2 separate regions of the Mus musculus genome follow, and region 2 is linked to region 1. Evidence: chromatin contacts called from public HiChIP or PLAC-seq data. All regions are on one chromosome and are shown on one strand. Each heading gives the region's core, a stretch centred on a gene start, on an enhancer-like site or on the middle of the called end of the contact. The rest is flanking DNA. Distances are from core to core; before and after follow the strand shown. Region 1 has its middle 26 kb from the start of Mir3095. Region 2 overlaps Ecpas (Ecm29 proteasome adaptor and scaffold).

What was found. HiChIP or PLAC-seq counts read pairs in DNA pulled down with a chosen protein or histone mark.
Region 2: a contact with region 1 is called in a CTCF HiChIP or PLAC-seq map of the NIH/3T3 cell line, with 5 read pairs. The contact joins two enhancer-like sites. A contact is called at or near these places in 2 of 15 datasets of contacts at CTCF or cohesin (the NIH/3T3 cell line and large pre-B cells) and 1 of 115 datasets of contacts at active chromatin or transcription factors (large pre-B cells).

Annotation. Positions count from the first base shown.
Region 1 is chr4:58,411,253-58,418,043 of GRCm38.p6, reverse strand. No RefSeq gene overlaps it. Among named protein-coding and RNA genes, the nearest start is that of Mir3095, 26 kb to the left of the region's middle. Within about 2 kb of position 4,108, at least 48 of the 459 cell types and tissues checked have an H3K27ac peak or open chromatin away from gene starts, as enhancers often do. A contact at or near this core is called in the NIH/3T3 cell line, where this site is marked.
Region 2 is chr4:58,823,650-58,830,440 of GRCm38.p6, reverse strand. It overlaps Ecpas (Ecm29 proteasome adaptor and scaffold), which reads left to right. Exons shown (of 49, transcript NM_172381.3): 24 at 1-107; 25 at 1,789-1,934; 26 at 2,379-2,433; 27 at 3,290-3,404; 28 at 3,971-4,039; 29 at 5,626-5,743; 30 at 6,108-6,275. Among named protein-coding and RNA genes, the nearest start is that of Olfr267, 41 kb to the right of the region's middle. Within about 2 kb of position 4,335, at least 26 of the 459 cell types and tissues checked have an H3K27ac peak or open chromatin away from gene starts, as enhancers often do. A contact at or near this core is called in the NIH/3T3 cell line, where this site is marked.

The DNA of each region.
Region 1 (6,791 bases), core at 2,859-5,358:
ATGAAGTTAGGAACACATGGAGAGGGCTGGACAAAGGAAAGATAAAGGGAGAATGATGTAATTATATATGTTTTAAAAACTTTAAAGATATGAAAAGTAGGAAAAATTAAAATCTATCTCACTTACATAACAATCACTTTGGGCAAGCATTTTGTATAAATATAAATAGTATATAAGTAATCTTGCCTTTATAGCTTTCATAGAATGTTATCGGATAAGCATGTCCCCAAGAGAGCTTTGTCCTGACCACAGTCATCCCTCTGAGTGTCCCTGTAGCATCACAAAGCTTGCCACTTGTCTATAAAACACAAAGAAATTAGATGCAAAATTCTCCATCACCATGTGTAAGCGTGGACAACAGAGGTTGTCCAAATCTTACCAGTATGACTGTTCCTTGTCCATGCTCAAGGTTGGACAACTCTAAACAGCTCCAGCAAACCTTTTCCCGAGTGTGAGAATTGGCTACCAAAATTGCCTTTCTCTGGACTTAAACCAGACTTCCCCTGCCTGTTCCTTTGGGTTTGGCAGTGAGGGTGGAATGTGAGTGAGTCTTTTAACGCTGGCATCTTCCCAAGACCACGTCTTTCAGATTTCTCCTCTCACTGACAAATCCTGGCCTACAATCAGTTTTATAAGATGTAATTTTCTGGAAACTGAACCTCTGGTAGGCTAATTCTCAAACCTTTGCTCATGGCACAGAAACACTTGCACAAAAGCATTGAGAAGTTAATGAGTTTTCACTTGTAAGCATTTTCAAGGTGTTCCTAATTCAAAAGAGTCGATCTCTGTGACTAGCCAAGGTTAAAGTTAGTTAGACAATCAGATGTTTCTTCCCATGATTTCATGTCTGTAAATAAAAGTTGTGTAAAATATATGTACTTGAAAACATAGAAGATAAAATTGTTTGGGTTAGAGAGTTTACTCCTTAAAGAAAAAGGCTCAAGCTTCCATTTATCTGAGAGAAATGTTGCATGATAGGCAGGGTAGTTCTCTGTCTCTTTGTCTCTCTCTGTTTCTGTATCTCTCTGTCTCTGCCACTGTCTCTCTATCTGTGTCTGTCTCTGTCTGTCTCTATCTCTCTGTCTCTCTGTCTCTGTCTCTCTCTCTCTGTGCACACATGCGCCTCTGTGTGTGATGCATACCCACCTGTGTGCCTTGAAACAGAGTCTCTCATTGAACTTTGAACTTGCCTATAAGTCAGCAAGCCTAGGCGATCCCTCTCTTCTCCAGCAGACATTGTGCTGAGGATCCAAACTCAGGGGCTAAGAGCCATGCAAGCTCTCCCCTGAGCTGTATTTCCAGTCTCAGTTTTTCCCTTTTAAAGAACTAGCTCAGTGTGCAAGATTCAGTTCACTGCCTGGAGTTTGAGATAAGCTCGATAGGAACTACAGAAGACCAAGGTGCCAGCATTGCCGTCTTTCTTTTCTTGGAGGATGTGGAATGGAAACATGTGAGAGGACAGGGGAGAAGCCACAGCTGATATGCCAGCTGTCCTTGACACAAGCTAAAGTCATCTGAGAGAATGGAACCTCAACTCAGAAAACGCCTTCCTAAGACTAGCCAGTAGGCAAGCAAGCCTGTAGGACATTTTCTTAATTAGTGATTGATTGCAGGGAGCCAGCCCATTTTGGGTGGGGATATATACCTGAGCTGTGGTCCTGGGTTTTATTAGAAACACACTGAGCAAGTCATGGTGAGCAAGACAGTAAGTAGCATCATTCCATGGCCTCTGCATCAGCTCCTGCCTTTGGGTTTTTACTGAGTTTGAGTTCCTGTTTTGCTGTCTCTCAGTGAGCTGTATGTGATTCAGGACATGGAAACAAATAAACCCTTTCCTCCCCAACTGCTTTTGGTCATGGTGTTTCATCACAGCAAGAGTAGCCACTAAAAGATAAGCAAAGCTATTGCTACACTAAACTGAAAACATCTATCTCAATTTCATATAACAGTGAGCATTCACATCAGGTCAAAGGAGTGAAGCTTGACTCAGGTCAACTCACTGGAGAGGATCTGGTCCAGGTCTATCTCTTTCTTTTTATGGGATAAACTCAGACCCATTCTTTTCATAACTATGTTGTCAGTTTGTCTAACGGGGCTTGGAGCTGGTTTATTATCATATCTGCTCCTGAGTTGTTATGAAGCAGTAAGGCACCAGCCAGCTGCGAAGTGAAGGTGTGCTGAAGTATACTTTGATTATAGTGAGGCCCCAGCACAACGTAAATGCAAGGGCTGGGAAGATGGCGCATCACTTAAGAGCTAGTACTGCTTATGCAGAGGGTCTGAGCATGGATCCCAACACCCATGTTGGTCAGCTCACAGCCACTTGTAACTCTATCTCCAGGTGCTCTGATGACCTCTTCTGGCCTCTTCTGGCATTTGCACCCACCTGCACACACAGAACCAATCCCACACAGATATACACAATTAAAGATAGAAATTTAAAGATAGAAATTTTAAAAAATGTAAATGCAGAAAGCTGTGAATAGCTGTGGTCACAATCTATCACACCGGGGATAAAGGGATGGCTTATCAGAAGAGCCAGGGAACTAAATCCTAGGAGGATGAGAAAACTTACAAACAAACACAACAAAACACGCTGGGGTTTAGAACAGCATTCCATCAGCAGGAGGAGCAGGTACCAGGAAGGAAAGGATACATGGGTCAGCGTGTTGTGTTGTGGGGAAATGAAGGACCTAAGCAGAGAGCAGGGTATATGGGAGGAAGCCTGGAGGTGACAGTGTAGGGACAGGTTGAAGCCAGATCACAAAGGGTCTTGTGCACAAACAGAAGCTCTTCTGTTTAAATAACCGTATAGACATGGAGATCCATATGAGACTCCCAGACTTGCCTTTGACAAAAGGCCACTGTGGGAGGAGTATGTGATGGAAGTTGTCAAGTCTGGCAAGGTCTGAAGGCAATTAGTTCAGAGGGTAGAAGGGGCTGGAGAAGAAGAGTTTGGCACTCTTGAATTAGGGAAATGGAGACAAGAATAGCCAAGAACAAGGGAACCAAATAAGGTAGAATCTGCATGACCTGATCTAGTTGTTGAAGTTCCAAAAAGTATTTTTGCTTCTCAAAATTGCTACTTAAACCGTCATCGGTAAACTAGTAACATCAGCTTTACCCAAGCAATCAGTATGATTTCCAGGTTTGGAAAGTGTGAGGAGACATGGTGGGGTGGGGGTGGGTCACTGTTGTGTAATTGAACCTGGGGCCTGTTGAGGTGACATTTCTGGGCATCGTTAGACGGAATATACCGTCTGGAGTCTGAGTCTGAGGATGAATGCCTGGGATTTGAGTGTGGCTTTGGCTGAGGCTATGCAGGGAAAGCGATGTATAAGCCTAAATAACAGCTCTGGATGCAGATGCTAAATGCCACAGGTGGACTAGTGGCTATGGTTAAGGACCCAGTGACAGTGGGTCACAAATATAAACTCATGAAAGCAGGAGGGGAACTGTATGGGAAGGAGAGGGAAGGGAATAGGAGAGAGTAGTGGATTGTATATGATCAGAATATATTATATACATGCATGAAGCTGTCATAACACTCTCTGGCATGTGGTAGGAACGCCTAAAAGGTATCCTATGAAGGTTAAGGAGGAAGACTCCAGATAGTAGTCAATAAGGCTGTTAAAAAAAGGCCATGGCGTTTGATAAACAGCAGATGGTTTGGGACATTGATGAGGGTGACTATAGAGTATTAATGGAATGATGGCTTGGCCAAGATCACACATTGATGTCTATGTGGGTCATTTGAGACTCAGGCCAAGGTTTCTGACTCTCAGTCCGTTCTTCTGTGGAGCACCCCAGAAGCTAGTCTAGTTCTAAAGATCAATCAATACGCGGGCATCTTAGCCGCTAAAGCCGCAGTGTGGCAGAGGCTAAGAAAGATGTGTAAGTGCACAATTTGTCAAATTAACAGTGAGTATGTTAGGGCCAAGTTCTTGGGATGCTGATAATCCCTTGCTGAATGGAGGCACATGAGCTCTTGGCTCAAAAGGCAGAAGATTCCCTTGAGGACAGGCCCCCAGGGACTTGAGTGGCCCGAGAGATATTCTGACAGGGCTACTCAGTCATTTCCTCAAAGCCACAGACTTCAAAGCACTCCAGGGACTCTCTTGTTTATTTCACAAACAGGAAGTTTTAACAAGTAGGTCAAGGAAGAGGGGAGTGCATAAAAGTGGCTTAGTTTTTCCAATGTTCTTTTGCAAAAGATTTTCCTTTTTCTGTATTAACAATAAATCTTATAACTAAAAATGTCAAATCACCATAACTCGAGGATCTACGAAAACCATCCCCTCTTCCTTCCAGAGAAAATACTGGCATATTGACGCACAAAAATGATTTCTCCATCCAGCATTGTGGCTTCAAGTATTTTTCCAGGCATAATAGGCAAGGGAAAAGAATGTAAGGAATTTTAACTGGTATGCATTCTTGGGAGATGAGACAGGCTTGCTGATTTCAAGTTTATGGGGCCCATTCAGCCTGAAAGATAGATTTGTGCTTTAACCCCAGACCTCTTGCCTTCACATTCCCACATCTGCCTTCCCGCATATTTATCTTCTTGTTTTTACATTTTTGGGGTGAATTTTTTTATTTTGTTAGCGGTTTTTGAGGCTCGTACATGAGTTAGTACTTGCAGAGGCCAGAAGAGGGCGCTGGAGCCCTTGGGACGGAGTTAGAGACTGTTCCAGGTGAGTGCTGGGAACGGAGTATAGGTTCTCTGGAAGAACAGCCTGAGCTATGCTCCCCAGCCCCGTCTTGTTTTTAATTTCTTGGGCTATTGACCTTTTGAGCTATTAAAAATGATTACTAACGGACTTTTTTGTTTATACAGTTTACTATATAGAAACAACAATTTTTCATTTTCCTTTGAATAGAAACTTTATTTTTTTACTAACTTGATACACTGAGTAAAACTCAAACTTAAGAAGGACAGACTTGCTTCATTCTTAATTACTTCTGCTTGTCTTCCTTGGTCATTGTTAAGTATTATTGCTACTAGAAGTAAGTCTTTTTATTCATATTTACTAAGAGGATTTTTTTCAGCCAATTTTTTTCTCTCTCTTAGAAATAGATACCTTTGGACATATGACTTTAAAAATTATAATTATTTGTAGAATAAATAACTTCTTTTCAAGTTGAGCCATCTTTTTTTCACATTTTGTATTTTTAATTTTTTTTTAAATTTTTTTTTCCATTTTTTATTAGGTATTTAGCTCATTTACATTTCCAATGCTATACCAAAAGTCCCCCATACCCACCCACCCCCACTCCCCTACCCACCCACTCCCCCTTTTTGGCTCTGGCGTTACCCTGTACTGGGGCATATAAAGTTTGCGTGTCCAATGGGCCTCTCTTTCCAGTGATGGCCGACTAGGCCATCTTTTGATACATATGCAGCTAGAGTCAAGAGCTCCGGGATACTGGTTAGTTCATTATGTTGTTCCGCCTATAGGGTTGCAGATCCCTTTAGCTCCTTGGGTACTTTCTCTAGCTCCTCCATTGGGAGCCCTGTGATCCATCCATTAGCTGACTGTGAGCATCCACTTCTGTGTTTGCTAGGCCCCGGCATAGTCTCACAAGAGACAGCTACATCTGGGTCCTTTCGATAAAATCTTGCTAGTGTATGCAATGGTGTCAGCGTTTGGATGCTAATTATGGGGTGGATCCCTGGATATGGCAGTCTCTACATGGACCATCCTTTCATCTCAGCTCAAAACTTTATCTCTGTAACTCCTTCCCAGGGTGTTTTGTTCCCACTTCTAAGGAGGGGCATAGTGTCCACATTTCAGTCTTCATTTTTCTTGAGTTTCATGTGTTTAGCAAATTGTATCTTATATCTTGGGTATCCTAGGTTTTGGGCTAATATCCACTTATCAGTGAGTAGATATTGTGTGAGTTCCTTTGTGAATGTGTTACCTCACTCAGGATGATGCCCTCCAGGTCCATCCATTTGGCTAGGAATTTCATAAATTCATTCTTTTTAATAGCTGAGTAGTACTCCATTGTGTAGATGTACCACATTTTCTGTATCCATTCTTCTGTTGAGGGGCATCTGGGTTCTTTCCAGCTTCTGGCTATTATAAATAAGGCTGCTATGAACATAGTGGAGCATGTGTCCTTACCAGTTGGGGCATCTTCTGGATATATGCCCAGGAGAGGTATTGCTGGATCCTCCGGTAGTACTATGTCCAATTTTCTGAGGAACCGCCAGACTGATGTCCAGAGTGGTTGTACAAGCCTGCAATCCCACCAACAATGGAGGAGTGTTCCTCTTTCTCCACATCCACGCCAGCATCTGCTGTCACCTGAATTTTTTATCTTAGCCATTCTGACTGGTGTGAGGTGGAATCTCAGGGTTGTCTTGATTTGCATTTCCCTGATGATTAAGGATGTTGAACATTTTTTCAGGTGCTTCTCTGCCATTCGGTATTCCTCAGGTGAGAATTCTTTGTTCAGTTCTGAGCCCCATTTTTTAATGGGGTTATTTGATTTTCTGAAGTCCACCTTCTTGAGTTCTTTATATATGTTGGATATTAGTCCCCTATCTGATTTAGGATAGGTAAAGATCCTTTCCCAATCTGTTGGTGGTCTTTTTGCCTTATTGACGGTGTCTTTTGCCTTGCAGAAACTTTGGAGTTTCATTAGGTCCCATTTGTCAATTCTCGATCTTACAGCACAAGCCATTGCTGTTCTGTTCAGGAATTTTTCCCCTGTGCCCATATCTTCGAGACTTTTCCCCACTTTCTCCTCTATAAGTTTCAGTGTCTCTGGTTTTATGTGAAGTT
Region 2 (6,791 bases), core at 3,086-5,585, 410 kb before region 1:
TCAGTTCACTATTGGTGAAGCCATTACCAGTGCTGCAATAGGAACTAACTCTGTGGCTGCCCGAGATGCCTGGCTGGTGACTGAAGAAGAATATATACCTCCTGCTGGTATCTAATACTTACCTAATTGATTTACATTTGCTGAGTGGTTTTCTTCTCTGTTAGTTGCAAAAGTAATGTTTTCCCCAAAAATTGATACCTGCCTTACTAATTTGGTCTGCCAAGAAGGATTAAAGAAGATTGAACATAGCTGGGCATGGTGGTGCATGCCTTTAATCCTAGCATTCAGGAGGCAGAGGCAGGAGGATCTTTGTGAATACAAATCCTGCCTAGTCAATGTTGCAAGTTCCAGCCAGAGCTATGTAATGAGATCCTGTTGGGGGGCAGGAGGGGGAGGGAGAAAAGAAAAAAAAAAAAAAGGAAAGATTGAACATGAAAATGAGAACTTTCTCAGCCTCTTGTGTCTAATTCCTTACTACATAATGAGCCTTCTTTGTCCTCTGCTAGTCCTGGAAGTACAACAGAATTTAGTTACTGTGTCATTTGAGAGACCATACATGTATGTGGTTCTTGAGCATATGGTAACAGATCCAAAGATTTCAAACTAAGATGATGTATGCTTGTAATTCCTGCACTTGGAAAGCTAAGGCAGGGGATTGCAAGTTGGAGAACATGTGGGATATATAATGATATCAGAGCCAGTCTGGGCTACACAGTGAGACTTTATCTCAAAAACAAAGCAAAACAAAACAAAAATCAACAACAACAAAAGAAAAATAATACAAGGTCTAGTGAGAACAATCAGCAAGTTCTGCCAAGCTTGATGGCCTGCGTTCTATCTCTGGACCCCATGGTGCAGGAGCAGCTTTTGCAAAGCTGACCTCTGACCTCTGACCTCCACATGCATGCTGTGTCATGGGCTCTCATGTATGTGCACGTATGTGTACATGTACACAAAAAATGTGAAGAAACCTAATGTTAACAATTAAAGAAAAAACAATAGTGCAAAACAAAAAAATCCAAAACACAGACACAAATATTTTTTTCAGTTGATTTAAATTTAGAATTGAAATATATTTTAGTATCAAACCAGGATTTTTGTTTTTACTCTTTAAAGCTAAAAGAAAAATCAGAAAGTATTTGTATTTTATCTTCTTAGCTGGGAAAATTGAATAAGAATATTTTCATGGTAACAGTACTATTGTGAATTGTATCCATAGTGAAAAATAGTTGCTGTACTTAGTATTATAGTTAACATTTAACACTGTAGTAATATCTTCATCTACTATTTTGTCATCTATCATAGAGAGACCTTAAAAGAAATAGGGAAAAAGTTTTTCTAGTAGTATATGTAGGGTGACTGTACTATGATTGGTGGAAGCCAAACTAGTTCTCTGAGGCTTCTGTTTGAATACATATACGGTAAAGCAAGTCAGCATTTTGTTGGGATTGCGAAACTGCGTAGTAATGGGGAAAGAGACAAATATGTTATAGCTGGAGGAAGAAATGAAATCCAAAGTTATTGATCAGCTTTTAGATGGAAGTTTAGTTTAGAAAGATTCAATAAAAAAATGCTGAGATTGAAGAGACTAGGATACATTTTTTTATCCAATAAACTAGAGTCATTTGAATAATTTAAAAGATTATTTAGCTTACATTAGCTTCTGGACTTTCTTGGTCACTTGGATTTTAACATTGGGTTATTGTGTGATTGTTGATGTAAATATGATTTTTAAAGAAAATTATATTTGAATATTTTAATTGTAATCTTTCTTTGCTTATTCCTCAGGTGCCAAAGTGAATGATGTTGTCCCATGGGTTTTAGATGTTATTTTAAATAAACATATCATCAGCCCCAACCCACATGTCAGGCAAGCAGCCTGCATCTGGCTTCTTTCTCTTGTGAGAAAACTAAGTACCCACAGAGAAGTGAAGGTGAGTTTATAATACTCATTGGATATGTGATGAACTCAGGAAGGATCCCAAAGTGTTTATGAATTAAAAGTAGGAAGAAAGTATATGAAGTATGGAATCATTAAAAAGTAGCAGAAATTTTGAAATAATTACCATGTGAGGCACTGAAGGATGATGATTTGATTAATACTGGCAAGAAAATGATCTAAATGTGAAGATGTAAAATCAGAAGGGATAAGATTGGGCAGGCTCATTCTGGGACAGTGGTCAGTCTGAACGCTTAGACAACCTGTGTATGGTACAAGTTACGGTGATATGGACGCCTGTAACGTTCACTGCATGGAAAGGTCAAGACTGCCTTGGTCCTAAGACTCTCTGGCCTCCATGTACCTTACCAGCAAGATGCATGTTTTCCTGAAGAGGAGGTAGAACTTCAGTGCTCTAATGCCTTTACTTTTCTTTCAGTCCCATCTTAAAGAAATTCAGAGCGCATTTGTTTCAGTTCTGTCAGAAAATGATGGTAAGTTGTTGGTAAATATTTGATTTGTCACCTTCAGTGTACTTGTATTTTAAACTTTAAAAGCGTGAGTGAGTGAATTAGAGCACAAAAACTTTTGAGCCATGTCACTACAACAGAACTAGCCACAAGCCTTTAACCCCAGCCAGCGCGTGGGAGGTAAAGGGCAGGAGGACCATGAGCTCCAGACCATCCTGAGTTAGAGATAGTAAGGCTCTCTGCAATAGAATTAGAAATTAATTTTTTTAGTATTAAAGGTAATTGTATTAAGGCAAAAGCCAATATTAACTACCACAGTACCATCTTTCCACTAAAGTTCTAAAGTAGAGGAAATAGATATTCTTTCTTATACATAAATTAGAACTTTACATTTTTTAATGGAGCTTAGGCCTTAACATTAGTGTTAAAGTTTTCCTGCTTTGAATTACTTTTTCCTCTTTATTAAAGCCAGGAGAAGTTGAATATGTTAGAAATTTAAATAATAGCTTTAAAACATCTTATTCAGAACACATGGACTAGTATTGCCTCTATTTTTCTAAAATTGGATATGGGTGTCTTAAAGTCCTAGGAGAGTATTTTATCTCTAATATAAACAATATATGTTGATACTCTGATACTGTGGTTTTTATAGTGACACTGTAGTTCATTGGTATTTTATTAGTTTATGGTCATGATTCTCATCTTTATTAATTGAGGATTTCTTGTCCATTGACTTGATTTAGTTAATTGAGAGTGCTTCTACTTTTTATATCTTTACTTTTGTAGCATTTTAGAGTAAAGAGAATTACTTGAAAGAAAATAATTGGCTACAAGACAAATTTCTTTTAGAATAGCATAATTTTGTCTACCTTTTTTGTAGAACTCAGCCAAGATGTTGCCTCAAAGGGGCTTGGGTTGGTTTATGAGCTGGGCAATGAACAAGATCAACAAGAATTGGTGTCTACACTTGTAGAAACACTTATGACTGGCAAAAGGTATAGTGAATTTAACATTTCAGCTATGAATACTTAAGACATTGGGAATATTATGTGGAAGAAGGATAATTCCACCTTCTACTTATTAAGGCATTACATATCAATGATTGTAAACAGTTTAATTATCCCAGTGTATACTGTTTACTTCAGAAAATTTCATACTTGAATGTCCTATGACAGTTAAAGCATTGGATTAGAAAACATTTTAATACCTTTGGCTAAAAAAAGTTAAGGTGTGGTATGAAGAAACTTGAATGTTATTCATAGTCTAATGTTGATGAGTACACGGAAGGAGATTGGTTTTGTAATTGCTTGCTGCTTTCTGTTAGTTACCTCCATGAGGGAAGGGTAGTTTTTATGTGTGACACATTGGCTGTAATTAATCTGAGAAATTTTTTGCTTATATTTGATTTTAGAAAATTTGCAGTCTAGTAGGAAAGAATAGTTTTATATCTTTTATACCCTAGACACAGGTTTTTATCAGTTTGCAAATGGATTGTATCCAATTGTTTATTGTTGGTATGGAAAAATTGAAGCTAATTTAAATTCTTTCTGATTTGTTTTAGAGTCAAACATGAAGTTTCTGGAGAGACAGTGGTATTTCAAGGGGGTGGCCTTGGCAAAACACCTGATGGGTAAGTGTGCTAAATCTAAACACATTGATCAACTAAGGGAGAATAGGAATATTGTTTGTTGATGGATAAATAAAAATGACATGGAAAAAAACCCTACTGTCTTAGATTAGGTTTTCTTGGCCTCTGAGATAGAGATTTGTATGTTGGAAGATTATTGGAGAATACCCTTAGGATTGTCTTTGGGAGCAGTGAGCAGTGTTGGCCTGAAGCCATACCTCACTGGACACTGGATTCCTGAGGAGCTTCAGGCTAGGATGGCGTGGCCCTTCAGGGGTGTCGAGCCACAGAGCCTGGGCCTCTTGCCATACTTCTTAGGCCTTTATGCCTGGCCAGTGAGTAATCATTTGTGGCAGGCTGCTTTGTGGGAGGCCATGACCTCAAAGACCAAAGTTAGTTCTCGGACTGATACTAGGTCTAGAACTGTCTGCTTCTAGGAAGCTGAGTCCTGAATAGACATCTTGCAACATAGAGCTACGTTAAATTCATCTAAATTTTTTCTGGGAATACTTTCTGTGTTTGACTAGTCTGCCTGTTTAGTATTTTAAATTAATTTTGATGTTGTCCCTCTTTAATTATTATTTCAGTGTAGTTATATTGTCATTTTTTTCCTCTTAAGAATTGCCAGATAACATGCCACTTGCTCTGTCTTCCTGTGACATTTGGAACAAGAGAATATTAATATTGTAGGTGGTTTATCTGTCCTGTGCTATCCTATATCTTACTGTTTTCATATTCAAAGTTCTTTTTATATGCTTGTTTTTCTAAATTCTTCTGAGCTCTTTGTTTTCTTCTTTCTCCTCTTTTTTTGGGTGGACAAGGTCTCATTATCTTTGTTGTTTTTAAACTAGTTGGCTCAGTTGAATTCTTTGGTACAACTACAGAGGTACAAACCACTGTACTTGGCTTCTTTACGAATTAAAAAAAGGTGCTAATTTTTCACAATGCTATATTATACCTAGAGGAAATTTAGCATAGAGATACTTTCAAATCACTCATCGTTATGAGAGATTGCATACAACATGATGAACTTGCAAGGTGTCTCCAGAGCCACCAAGAGCTTCACTTCCATGGAACATGCAGGCACATTTTAGGTATCATGTTTGTTACTATCAAATAACTGATAAAAAGCAATGGAGAGTCCATCTGGTTTACAGTTGGAGGCTGTAAGGTCTGTCACAAAAGGGAAGGAATGGCAGTAGATGGCTGCATGGCTGCAGGGGACTCTGCCTCCTAACCTCCTTCCTCCATACACCAAAGATCCACCTCTTGTAGATCCTGCCGCCTTCCAAAACAGTGCCATGAACTGGGAGCCATAGGCTCAAACACTTGACCTTATGGGAGGTATTTCACAATTAATTTGCAACAGGTATTTACTGGCAGAAAGATTTAGAAATTATTGATAATTGAGGTATATGACTTTTTATATACTTCTCAAACTAGTTTTCAGTCTCCTCAGTGATGATTGTGGTATTAGTAACTGAGGGAAATAGAATTTAAAAGAGCCCTGTAATATTGATGCTGAAATTTATGTCAAGCCAAAGATAGCTATAAAAATATTTTATTGTGTTTTTCTTTTTGTTTCTAAGTCAGGGCCTTTCTACTTACAAGGAGCTTTGCTCTCTGGCAAGTGATCTCAGTCAGCCAGATCTGGTATATAAATTTATGAATCTGGCAAATCATCATGCAATGTGGAACTCCAGGAAGGTAAGTTGTTATTTTATTTCATTTCTTCAATTTTTGCTGGAGAACAAACTCGGCATCATGTATATATGACAAGTGCTCTACTACTGAATTACATACCCCTATCTCTTACTGAGGTTTTATTCTTTTACTCCAAAACCAGACTTGTTACATTAGCCTTGTAGTGCCAGTTCATGTATAGTTAATTTTGAAAATCTGCATCTGAGAGCCAGATTACCACATTAGTCATTATTTGGTAAAGCTGGAATACTAAGTAAGGTTCTATTTAGGGGTAAATTTGAGAAAGAGTATTTGAAGCCTTTTTGTATTTGCTATGTTAACATTTTATTATGACAGCCATGTATAAGTTAGTCTTTATTGTTTTCAGGGTGCTGCTTTTGGTTTTAATGTAATTGCTACCAGAGCTGGAGAACAACTGGCTCCTTTTCTGCCTCAACTAGTTCCTCGCCTTTATCGATACCAGTTTGATCCCAACCTTGGAATTCGACAAGCTATGACAAGCATTTGGAATGCATTGGTCACTGACAAGTCAATGGCAAGTATCTGTGAGCCTATGTGTTAGGAAAACTCTGTAGCTTGCCTGTGGCACCACACAGGATTTAAACCAAACACCCGTTGCCCCTTGTATATTTGTTTCCTTTCATTGCTCGTTTGCTTTTTCTTTCAGTGATTCTGTAATATTTACTGAGATCTCAAAAATGAAGGCAATCATAATGTTCACTGGTTGGATAGATAGATAAAAGAACAATAGTCTAACCTCTGGATATGATCTCTACAGTTTTCCCTCCTCTTTGTTGGGCATTTCAGCTAATCTCATCTCTGTTGGGTCCTGGGAGCCTCTTATTTTCCTGGCATCTGGGGCTTTCTGGTGGCTACCACAGTGGGAAGAGAAGCCCTTGGTCCTGTGAAGGCTCGATGTCTCAGTGTAGGGGGATGCCAGGGTCACCACCCTGGGTGGGTGGGTGAGCACCCTCATAGAATCAGGGGCAGAGGGAGGAGAGAGGGGGTTTGTGGAGGGGAAACTGGGAAAGGGAATAACAGTTGAAATGTA